Regions from separate parts of the Mus musculus genome. Here regions 1, 2 and 4 are each linked to region 3. The links are chromatin contacts, called in public Hi-C and HiChIP or PLAC-seq maps. All regions are on one chromosome and are shown on one strand. Each heading gives the region's core, a stretch centred on a gene start, on an enhancer-like site or on the middle of the called end of the contact. The rest is flanking DNA. Distances are from core to core; before and after follow the strand shown.

Region 1 (2,700 bases), core at 166-2,665, 200 kb before region 3:
CACTGGGCTATGAACTCTGGGCTGGCTTGACTGTGAGGCTCTGGCTCATTCTGCCATCTCTGACTCCCAGATCACAGTAGGAGTGCTGGAATTACAGATGCACCCCACTGCATCCGACTTTATACCTGGATTCTGGGACTGAACTCTGGTCTTCAGACTTGCACCCTCGGAACCATCTTACCGGCCCCTCCAGAGAGATTCGCATCCACAGCTAAGGGGAGGATATTGACGATTTTTAAAATGTTATATGTAAATATACTTTTCTCTCTCTCCCCTATGCAGAATCTAGATGTAACTCTGCGGTGTGTAAGTTTGTGATGAGAAATAAATAAATAGCCTTTTTAAGGGAGGAAGGAAACTGGGAGAGGAAGCAAGAAAAGGTCCTGGAGTAAACGAACAAAGTATGAAAGCAACACCGTGAGTCCCATTAGCTCAATAAAAAGGAGGTTGCTGGCCAGACGTGATGGCACACATCTTTAACCCCAGGACTCAGGAGGCTGAGGCAGGTGGATGTCCGTGAGTTCAAGGCCAGCCTAGCCTACCAAGCAAGTTCCAGGATAGTCAGGACTACATAGAGACCACATGGGGAGGTGGGGGGGGGGGTGGAGTGGGGGGAGTGAGGGTGAAATAAAGAGAAGAAAGTGTTCCTTGGGCAGACTTCCACCACCTACAGTGTACCAAATCGTGCTTCTTAAAGTTACAATTAATTCAGCCGGGCGTGGTGGCGCAGGCCTTTAATCCCAACAATGGAGAGGCAGAGGCAGGCGGATTTCTGAGTTCAAGGCCAGCCTGGTCTACAGAGTAAGTTCCAGGACAGGCCAGGGCTACACAGAGAAACCTTGTCTCGAAAAAAAACAAAACAAACAAAACAACAACAACAAAAGTTACAATAAGTTCTTATATACAGTTGGGTACTGACAAGTTATTTGTTTTAGGAACATATGAATCGATTAACAACGTGGACTACAAGGAACAGGTTTTAACACAGTTAACCACACAATACAAGTTGAGTCAGACTTCCTCTTGGTTTCCATGTTTTGAGGCTGGCCTGGTGTCTGTGGGTGAGGCTTCCCCTTTGGTAGCCACCCTTCGTGCTGTGGGCTTTCCTCTAGAGCCGTGGTTCTCAACCTGTGGGTTGCGACCCCTTTGGCAAACCTCTTTCTCCAAAAATATTTACGTTACGATTCATAACTGTGGCAAAGTGACAGGAAGGTGCAACAAAAATAATATTATGATGGGGGGGGGGGGTTTGTCACCACAACATGAGTAACTGTGTTAAAGCGTTGTAGCATTAGGAAGGTTGAGAACCACTGTCCTTAGAATCTTGGCCCAGACTCCAGGTAGACTCAGTGTGGCCCTTCGTTCCCTCTCTCTGACTGAGATGCCTGTGGAATGGTACCGCCCCTTGGGGTGACTCAGATGAGAAAAGTAGTGATCTGAGATGTTGAAATGCAAAGGAAGAGAGAAACGCGGGTACAGCCTACAGATGTACCAGGTTCATCTCCAAGATGGCCAAATGACCCACTCTAGTGTCAGGGATTGGCTGCTCCCCCACCCCCACCCCCACCCCCACCCCCACCCCCTTTAAAGCCTGAGAAGTTCTGTACGGTGTTAAACAAGGCAGTGTCTCTTATAACTCTGTATTATCCCAAATAAATCAAGAGGACTTTAAACAAAGGGGGTGGGGGTGAAGCATGAATTCTCAGCCGACGGGGATGGAAAAGTCTTGGGGCAGAGAAGTCGTTCGTTCTTCCCTTCCCTTGTGCTCCTGGGAGTGGTTTCCTGGATGCTGGCCCTAAGTTTTGCATCTTGTTTTCAACACTTTTTAAATTAATTGTCGTTTTGAAAGGTTTCTGCACTTTTCCTTCTCCCAGGTTTCTCGGACACCGAGGAGATCAGGGATGAGACACACAGGGCTACGTCTGTTTCCATACCAGACACACATGCCTTAAGCACAGCTCTGTCCTTCAGAGCCACTGGGTCTTCTGTAGGGCCTGGGGCGGCTAGAACTGGAAACTGCAGGTTACTCATGCTGCTGTGGGTTCACTGTGGGACTGTGGAACTCCCACCCAGGAGTCATGGTAAATGCGACAGCAATTAAAACACCCACGTGAGACACAGTGGGCAGAGATCCACCTCCAAACAGAGGAAGCCCAGCGCTAGACCATTGTAAACCAACATTCCGTCTACGTTCATCAATGATGGCCAGGGCTGGAAAGATGGCTCTGCAGGTAAATAAATGCCCTTGCAGGTGACCTAAGTTCAATCCCAGGAGCCCGTGTCAAGGGACGAGGACAGAGCAGACAGACTCCACGTGTTCACACGCAGGCTCTGCCCATGTTAAATCTGTCTTGAAAGCTAGCTTATTTTCTACCGTGCCTCTAACTTGGCACAGCTCTGAGAAACATCCCATGGCACAGCCATCTGGGTTGAATAAAAGAGGGAGGGTTTTTTTGTTGTTGGTTTTTTGGTTTTTTTTTCCAATTTGATTTCTCACATTTTGTTCCTCTTTGTTTTAAAGGGGGAGAAAATTGTTGTGAAATAACCAAATTATTGCATAATTGTTCACGAAACAGAAGAGATCTTTTTCAGCTCTCTGCCATTTCTAAGGAACCCTCATCTGAGAATTTCTCCATATCCCCTCCCCCCCGCCACCCCCTCACCCCCCCCCAGTACTCAGTGTCCACAAGCGCTCTGGGA
Region 2 (2,896 bases), core at 229-2,728, 170 kb before region 3:
GAAGCGCCAACACACACATGCACAATACCAACCCAACCCCACCCCATCCCCAGGCCAACCCCACCCCACCCCCAGGCACCTGCACACTTTAAAAGGTAATTGTAAATCTTTTTAAGAGATATCTTTCTTTCTTTCTTTCTTTCTTTCTTTCTTTCTTTCTCTTTTCTTCTTCTTTTATCTTTATGTTATTTTATGAGACAACGTCGGACTGGCCTACTTGTATCACCCCAGTGCTGGGCTTAAGAGCCCCACCCCACCCCCCACTCGTGGTGCCTAGCTTTCTTTTTATGATAGGAGTGAGCCATTAGATACACAAACCATAGTGACAAATGGATCAGAAATTGTTATTGTGTAACCCGTTATTATAATCAAAACTTCATTAAGCCAGGGTGAGAAGGACATGTACCGACAAAGGTGTATGGAAATGCTGTGTAACAAAACCCCATTACTTGGTGTGCTAATTTTAAAACTAATTTTTTAAAATGTTTTTTAAACCTTTATTAAATAAGCCTACTAATTCATAATATTAAAGAAATAGTTTAAAGGAAAGAAATTCAGTCACGTGTCCCATCTGCATAAACATTATGCTGTCTTCATTTTTGCATATTTCCCCACGTACTGCAGGCTTGCGTTGCGACTACTTTATGGGTGTGATTGGGATTCTGGGGCAGGGAAGGTATAGCCACTACATATCGGGTGGCAAGCATGACTCCTGCACTGGTGGACCTTTGTGCTGTCGCTATGACACTGGAGGGAACAGGCTGGCCTTTGGCTGTGATTATTATGTAGTGACGCCTCTCCTCTGAAACAGCAACATTGAATAATTACGATGCATTGAATGCTTCTCAACTTCACAGTGCTACTTTTTTCTTTTCCCTCTGTTCTCATTTACCTGTGGTTCAGTCTATACAGTGGGAACTCCAACTTCCCCATGTAATAAAAACTGTTGGACCTTCTGATGGCCTAAAACCAACCAACGATTTATACCTCCTTTTTTTTCTTTTCTTTTTCCCCACCATCCTCTTTTTCCCCAAAGACTAGTCCCAGGCTGGCCTCGGAATTACTTCGTAGCTGAGGACGGCTGTAAAACTCCTGCCTCGCATCCTAATTGCTGGGACTGCAGACACACACCACCAGGCCCTGTTTATTCAGTGTTGGGAACGGAGCCCAGGGCTTTCTGCCTGCTCATGCTGAGCCAGCACTCTGACCAATTGAGCTACGCCCTTAGCCCCACTTTCTGCCTTTTCTGTACAGTAATTTAACTTCCTGGAAACCTAGATGTTGTTGATAAAGTCTAGGTACTGATAATAGGAGGGTGTGTAACTCAAAAGCTAGATTACAGTCCAGGCCTTAAGTGAGTCCCCAGATCCCAGAGTTGGGCCTGCTCTGAGTTTAAGCCTGAGGCTATAACCTCCTAGTAGGTGAATGGTGCTCCATTGAGATGCCTGGGAGACTCCAGTGTTTACACTGAAACCCTGCTGTCTATGAAGAACTCTTTAGCAATCACAACTGATAAGTTTCTGTGCCTGAGCAGTAGCAGCTTGGGGGAGGGGAGGATTATTTCACAACCTATTGCTAAAGGAAGTCCGGCCAGGAATTGAGGAAGGAACTGAAGCAGAGGCCATCGAGGGGGCGTATGACTTGCTTCCCATTGTTGGCTCAGCCTGCTGTCTCGTACAACTCCGGACCTCCTGCTAGACCCACCACTGTGGGCCGGTCCTTCCCATGTCAATCTTTAATCAAGAAAATGCACTACAAGCCGGGCATGGTGGCATACGCCTTTAATCCCAGCACTCGGGAGGCAGAGGCAGGTGGATTTCTGAGTTCGAGGCCAGCCTGGTCTACAAAGTGAGTTCCAGGACAGCCAGGGCTATACAGAGAAACCCTGTCTCGAAAAACCAAAAAAAAAAAAAAAAGAAAAGAAAAGAAAAAAGAAAATGTTCTACAGAGCTGTCTACGGGTAATACGGAGGTATTTCCTCAACTGAGGTTCCTCTGCCCAGATAACTCTGGGTTGTGTCTGAGGTTATGGGAGAAAAAAAGATAGGACTAAATTGAATAAATACTTAGTTTGCATGTTAATGACCTGTTCGATATAAGACCTTTCTAGATGCAGTAGTGCAGAAACCTAAGACTCAGCCCATCTTCTGGTTTCTTAACATCTTGCTCCGGTAGCAAACACATCCTCCAACAGTACTCTAGTTCATTTGTGAGGTAGGTGTTAGCTACTGAGCGCACCAGTCAGAAGCACCACAGCTGGCAACGGAACAATCCAGTCAATACTCGGGGGCCACTTTAGCTCATTAAAGTCAGCCCTAGAAATTGTACTCAGGGGACTGGAGAGGTGGCTGAGGTATTAAGAGCGCCAGCTGCTGTATTGTAAAGGACCCCAGGTTGCTTCCCAGCACCTACATGGTGGCTCACAACCCTCTATAATTCCCATTGCAGGGGCTCTGATACACCTTCTGGCCTCCACAGGCATGGCCTCCACACAGTACACAGACACAGACACAGACACAGATTCAGGCAAAGCACCCACACACGGAAGAGAAACAAGTAAATCTTAGGGATTGTACTCCAGGCCTTTGTTACCTTCTGGTAACAAAGTGTGCTCATTGGCTTCCTGAGCAGGGTTTGTATTGACTCACAAGCTAGAAGAGGTTTTAGTCCATCGCTGGTGGACACTGTTGCTTGGACCGTCGTCAAATCAGCATATGGTAATAGAGCAGTATGCTGGCCTCCTGACAGTGGGAAGGTTGGATCCCTAAGATCGCCTTCAAGGGCACATCAAATCATCTTTCACTGGTCACCAACTCTTGAGGGCCTGCCAATAGCTAGCTGTACAGGCTGGAGACATAGGCCTTTGAAGGAACATTGAAGACTCAAGCGATAACTCT
Region 3 (2,700 bases), core at 99-2,598:
AAAAGCTGGTGCAGAATTTTGAAGGACTCTGTTGAAAATAGATGGATTTGTAAATTGTAGGCAGAGGAAGGACTCTTGTCTTTTTTTTTTTTTTTAAACAAGATTGAATTTTGCCTAACTCAAGGGAAAGCAATCTATACTTGATTAGTAGAGTGCAACATTATGCTTCACTTCCAGTAAAACTTAAGTGATTTGGTTAGCAAAGGATGTCTTTTAAGTTCTGCAAGAGCCAGAGCGTCAGGTGTAGTAGCTCAAAGAGTGCTTGCTGAGCATGCGAAAAGCCCTGGGTTCCATCCCCAGCACCACGCCACCAAGCGTTGTGGTGAAGCAGGTAATCCAAACTCTTGGAACACTTTGGAGGTGAAGGCAGGAGGATTAGAAATTCGGGGTCACTCTTGGAAGCTATCCCACAATACGTGAGACCTTGTTTTGAAAAAAAAAAAAACAGTAAAGTTGCATATGAGTTAATTAGTTATTACAACCTGAGGGTCAGGGGACAGAGGCTAAAGAGTTCTAGGAATCATGAAACTCAGATCAGATGTATGGGAGAAATGAGGAACGTGCTTATTAGCTGACGAACGTGCTTATTAGCTGGCATTTGAGACAGACACCCAGCATTATGTAAAGAGCAAAACCAACCAAATGAACAAAATAAAAATAGGGTGTAGAAATAAAGGGGTAAATAATAACGGGCGTTAGATGGATTGTCTTGCATTCTACCTACAGCTGTCCCTTCCACCTCCTAAGCTTCTGAGATCTGTGCTCTCGCACAGATGGCAGAAGCTTTACCCTGAAGATTTGACTTTGCTCTTTAGTTTGCTGTGCTCCCTAATCCGTTCCTTCCGTAAACGCCCATTTCGAAGCGCTTTCTAAATTTGGTTTGCGCGCCCCCTACTGGCAGACCTGATTATCATTCTCAATTGCATTTGAGCATTTCAGCGTTGCCCAAAAACCTCATGACATTTGCTAAGAACCAAGGAAACTTTGTCTTTCATTTGATACGCTTTTCGGACAGCCAGAGGCATCTGCCTACAATTTGCTTCGTGATTGTTCGTGATAACAACGCAATGCAGGGCAAATTAAAATGCACGCCTAGCAAAGCTGGTATTTTTTTTGGTAACTAACTGCTCTGTCTCCTTGAATAAAAGTGACCTCTCTTCCTACTTTCGAGATTTTTGTTTGTTTGTTTAAGGTTTGCTTAGTGCAAAATTTAAAGCAGATTAAAGAAAAAAACCAACCGACTATATTATAATTTATTTCACAACCTCCTCCGACTCTGTCTTCAGATGTTAGTCTGTAGCCGCACATGACAATGACTAAGACATCATCAGCTGGGCTGGGGTGCCAGGAGGAAGCAGTTTCTATTTCTGTCTCCATTTTTCTCCTCACTGTTTGAGTAGGTCACGGGTTGGTGTGTAGACAGCAACTCTCCTTTTGTGCCTGTCCTGGCAGCAATGAAGGCAAGCTAAAGAAGCCCTTGGGGTCCCCCCTTTGGCTATCAGACTGTTGAATCAATGGTCTTCAAGAAACTGGAATTTCCCCAGAAGTCTCATGCTGGGAAAAGGGAAGAGCTACGAGCCTGGTGCCCCTCAGAGGAGGGGTTTGCTTTCCTGAAAGAGATTTAACACAGTTTAAAAAAAAGATTCCTTTTGATGACTTCTTTATTTTATTTTATTTTATTTTATTTTATTTTATTTTATTTTATTTTATTTTTCATGTGCATTGATGTTTTGCTTGCATGACTTTTTGGTTGTATGAGGTCCCCTGCAACTGGAGGATCAGACAAACATAAACTGCCACATGGGTGCTGGGAATTGAACCAGGGACCTCTGGAAGAGCAGCCAGTACTTGTAATCTCTGAGCCATCTCTCCAGCCCCGAGATTTAACGCAGTTTGAGAGCTTATCAGATCACCTCCCAGGGCAGACTGCATCTGAGCTGATGGTGGCCTGGACCGGGTCTTGACCAGTATTGCTTGCCTCTAGCCCTTGATTTAAACAAACCTGGCTAGAACCTGTTTATCACTGTCTGTATTTACAGTCGGAACTGGGAATTGCTCTATTCTTTTTTGTCGCTCTATGCTATTTGAACACTAAGCTGACTGTTACCATCAGAAGTGAGTATCAGGCGATAGGGAAGTGGCTTAGTCAAGTGCTTGCCTTGCAAGCATGATGACCTGAGCTTGACCTCTAGAAGCAACGCATCCCCATGAAACTGGTATCTTCTGGGAATCTCATGATGGATGCTTGTAATCTCAGTACTAGGGACGTGGAGATAGCAAAAACCAGGCTGAGCTTTAGGCCAGGGAGAGACCCTGTGTAAAAAACAAGTGTGACTCCTGACAGACAAGTGACTGGGGGCTGTCCTCTGGACATTTGAACATTTATACACATGTACAAACACCCAACCACATGCAGTACACACATGTACACACACACTGGAACACACATGCACTCCTGTGCACATATGCATGTGCACACATATGCATGCATGCACACGCAAGCCCCAAAACACATGTGGACACACATACACATGCAGCACACACACATACAGGCACACACATGCATACATAGAATGAATGTCAGATGTCATGGTCTCCATCATTTTTCTCTTTTTCAAGGAATGTGGTTTCTTATTTGAATTTCATTTTTCTGCATAATAAAATATATTAAGTAAAGAAAGACCCCATAGCACATGCTTT
Region 4 (2,709 bases), core at 137-2,636, 150 kb before region 3:
CCAGCTACTCTTGAGTCCGTAGCATTCTTCACAGAGGTTTCTGTTTAGGTTCAACCAGAATAAAATCGGCTTGACCTCCGGCAAGGCGTCTCCCCTCTTCTCATTCTTTCTAAGACAGGAATCACTGTAGCCCAGGCTGTCTGTGCACTTGCAATCTATCTAGTTTGAACTTTTGCTGTCTCTGCCTCTACCCCAGGGGCCCTGTAAGTACAGATGAATGTGGTTCTGGGCATCCACTCCAGATCCTCCTGTAGGCTAAGCAAAAGTGATTAACAGGTGAAATGGAAAAAAAAAAAGATGAATACAGGAAACCAGCTGGAAACAAAACTACAACCTCAAGCTAGCCCTGGGGCCTGAGGTTAATCAACATATGAGACCTTAAGCAAACAAACAACTGGTCCAGGCACATGGGCCACACACCTTTGGTCCCAGCACTTAGGAGACAGGCAGAGGCAACCCAATCTCTATGATTTTGAGGCCAGCCTGCTCTACATAGTAAGTTTCAGGACACTCAGGACTAAATAGAGAGACAAGGTTTAAAATAATAATAATAATAATAATAATAACAACAACAACAATAACAATAACATTATTATTATCATCATTATTATTTCTGTGCCAGAGATGCACACCTTCAATCTCATAATTTAGGAGGTACAGGCAGGCAGGCAGATCTCTGTGAGTTCAAGGTCAACTTGGTCTACATATTGAGTTCTAGGATGGCCAGCGCTACGCAGTGAGACTCTGTCTCTAATCTTTTTGCAGTCTTCATTTAGTTATAAAAGCATCATAAATTCATCCAAAAGGGCTGGAGAGATGGCTCAGTGGTTAGGAGCACTGTCTCTTCTTCCAAAGGCCTTGAGTCCAATTCCTAGCAACCACATGGTAGCTCACAACCATCTGTAATGGGATATGATGCCTCTTCTGGTGTGTCTGAAGACAGCTACAGTGTACTCATATAAATAAAATAAATAAATCTTTAAATAAACAAATAAATTCATCCAAAAATATTCACTGAGGGCTTCGTTCATGCTACACGTGGCAACGGGTGACAAGCCGGTGTCCATCCAATTCTTCAAGCTAGAACCACCATCAGTCACTAAATTGGGACCAATATTATATTCTAAATATCTAGTTTCCTATTACCGTGCCCCACCCCCCAACTGAGGTATTCCTGTGTTCCAGAAGGTGGTCTAAATCCCACTATGGTGAAATGCAGAAGGTGAGAAACCCTGCCAAGGAAATATAAGCCTGGCCAGTTAGAGCAAAGAGAGAGGAAGGAGGGAAAAAGGGGATGCGCTGGAGAAAGATGCAGTGCCAACGCCTGCAGCGGCGGCTAGAGAGTCACCCCACAGGTCACCCAGTAGCCCTGGGGTTTCCCTAGAAAGATCACAAAGAGGAAATGAAACTCAGACATGTCACAAGAGAATGAAGGGTATGTGTCTGACTGTCTCTCGGCTGCCTCAGTTAGCCAGCGGTAAAGGCTGACCCCACAGCAAACAAATGTCCCCGAACTTGGTGCTAACATTCCCTTGCCCTAGATATGATGACATCTCATCTCATTTCAGATGAGGTGGGGCACTTTCAGGATGGGGTGGCCATCATCATCTTGGCACATGTCCTGCTCTGACCTAGAGAGAAGGAGGTAACCAGGACACCTGAGACATTGCTTCCCTGGGCACAAAATAATCGTAGTCATGAATTCCCGTCAGAGCTCTACAATGACCTCAGCAGACTGGGTGCCTCTCAATCAGTTGCCTCTGCTCCATGAGGGGGCAGATTTCTCTCTCTCTCTCTCTCTCTCTCTCTCTCTCTCTCTCTCTCTCTCTCTCTCTCTGTGTGTGTGTGTGTGTGTGTGTGTGTGTGTGTGTAGCCCTGGCTGTCTTGGAACTCACTCTGTAGACCTGGCTGGCCTAGAACTCAAAAATCTGCCTGCCTCTGCCTCCCAAGTGCTGGGATTAAAGACGTGTGCCATTGCCTGACAGCGCTCTCTCTCTCTCTCCTCTCTCTCTCTCTCTCCCTCTCTTTCCCACTCTCTCTCTCCCTCTCTCTCTGTCTCTCTCTCTCTGTCTTTCTCTCTCCTTTGCAAAGGTCCCTGATCTCCTTCCTGCCTCTCAGTCCTCTTTATTAAATTAATCCCTCCAAGTGTAGAAGGTGCCCACACATGTCAAACTAATAACGATCAATAACGTTACTGCTTTGCTTTCTGTTTCAAAAACTGACCTACTCCTTTAGAAAATTTAGAAGATACAAAAAGAATATATGAAAGGATTTTAAATTAGCCAGTGTGAGGGAACAAAAAATCCCCTAATACTAACAGTTTAGTTTAATCCTGGCTATATATATATGTGGACGTCTATACATTTGTCTAAATTCTCAAAGATGGGCTGGTGAGCTCTCTGAGTGGGTAAAGGCATTGGCGGCCAAGTTTGAAGACCTGAATTCAATCCCAGAATCCATAGCAGAGATAAAGCATTTCTAAAAGTTGTTCTCTGGCCAGGCAGTGGTAGCGTACGCCTTTAATCCCAGCACTTGGGAGGCAGAGGCAGGTGGATTTCTGAGTTCGAGGCCAGCCTGGTCTACAGAGTGAGTTCCAGGACATCTAGGGCTATACAGAGAAACCCTGTTTTGAAACCACACACACACACACACACACACACACACACACACACACACACACAAAGTTGTTCTCTGGGGCTAGAGAGATGA

Evidence for each region. A called contact is a pair of places that touch in the nucleus more often than the background predicts. HiChIP or PLAC-seq counts read pairs in DNA pulled down with a chosen protein or histone mark.
Region 1: a contact with region 3 is called in a Hi-C map of uterus, with 6 times the contacts expected there. The contact joins two enhancer-like sites. A contact is called at or near these places in 1 of 15 datasets of contacts at CTCF or cohesin (the NIH/3T3 cell line), 4 of 484 Hi-C or Micro-C datasets (Th1 cells, cerebral cortex, peritoneal macrophages and 1 more), 2 of 115 datasets of contacts at active chromatin or transcription factors (bone marrow-derived macrophages and embryonic stem cells) and 3 of 9 other capture datasets (adipose tissue, liver and pancreatic islet).
Region 2: an H3K4me3 HiChIP or PLAC-seq map of bone marrow-derived macrophages shows a contact between it and region 3, with 2.8 times the contacts expected there. The contact joins two enhancer-like sites. A contact is called at or near these places in 11 of 484 Hi-C or Micro-C datasets (the MC3T3-E1 cell line, brain, cerebral cortex and 6 more), 2 of 115 datasets of contacts at active chromatin or transcription factors (bone marrow-derived macrophages and embryonic stem cells) and 4 of 9 other capture datasets (adipose tissue, bone marrow-derived macrophages, liver and 1 more).
Region 4: a Hi-C map of B cells shows a contact between it and region 3, with 1.9 times the contacts expected there. The contact joins two enhancer-like sites. A contact is called at or near these places in 1 of 15 datasets of contacts at CTCF or cohesin (the NIH/3T3 cell line), 20 of 484 Hi-C or Micro-C datasets (B cells, CD4 T cells, the G1E-ER4 cell line and 14 more) and 7 of 115 datasets of contacts at active chromatin or transcription factors (the 230-238 cell line, bone marrow-derived dendritic cells, bone marrow-derived macrophages and 3 more).

The regions. Positions count from the first base shown.
Region 1 is chr10:67,047,761-67,050,460 of GRCm38.p6, reverse strand. The region is part of intron 2 of Reep3 (receptor accessory protein 3); the gene reads left to right. Among named protein-coding and RNA genes, the nearest start is that of Gm31763, 44 kb to the right of the region's middle. Within about 2 kb of position 1,415, at least 116 of the 459 cell types and tissues checked have an H3K27ac peak or open chromatin away from gene starts, as enhancers often do. A contact at or near this core is called in the NIH/3T3 cell line, adipose tissue, bone marrow-derived macrophages and 2 more, where this site is marked.
Region 2 is chr10:67,024,418-67,027,313 of GRCm38.p6, reverse strand. All of the region lies in intron 5 of Reep3 (receptor accessory protein 3), which reads left to right. All of the region lies in intron 2 of Gm31763 (predicted gene, 31763), which reads right to left. Among named protein-coding and RNA genes, the nearest start is that of Gm31763, 21 kb to the right of the region's middle. Within about 2 kb of position 1,478, at least 250 of the 459 cell types and tissues checked have an H3K27ac peak or open chromatin away from gene starts, as enhancers often do. A contact at or near this core is called in adipose tissue, bone marrow-derived macrophages, cerebral cortex and 2 more, where this site is marked.
Region 3 is chr10:66,851,574-66,854,273 of GRCm38.p6, reverse strand. No RefSeq gene overlaps it. Among named protein-coding and RNA genes, the nearest start is that of Gm31416, 19 kb to the right of the region's middle. Within about 2 kb of position 1,348, at least 144 of the 459 cell types and tissues checked have an H3K27ac peak or open chromatin away from gene starts, as enhancers often do. A contact at or near this core is called in the 230-238 cell line, B cells, the NIH/3T3 cell line and 7 more, where this site is marked.
Region 4 is chr10:66,997,653-67,000,361 of GRCm38.p6, reverse strand. No RefSeq gene overlaps it. Among named protein-coding and RNA genes, the nearest start is that of Gm31763, 6.1 kb to the left of the region's middle. Within about 2 kb of position 1,386, at least 45 of the 459 cell types and tissues checked have an H3K27ac peak or open chromatin away from gene starts, as enhancers often do. A contact at or near this core is called in the 230-238 cell line, B cells, bone marrow-derived dendritic cells and 1 more, where this site is marked.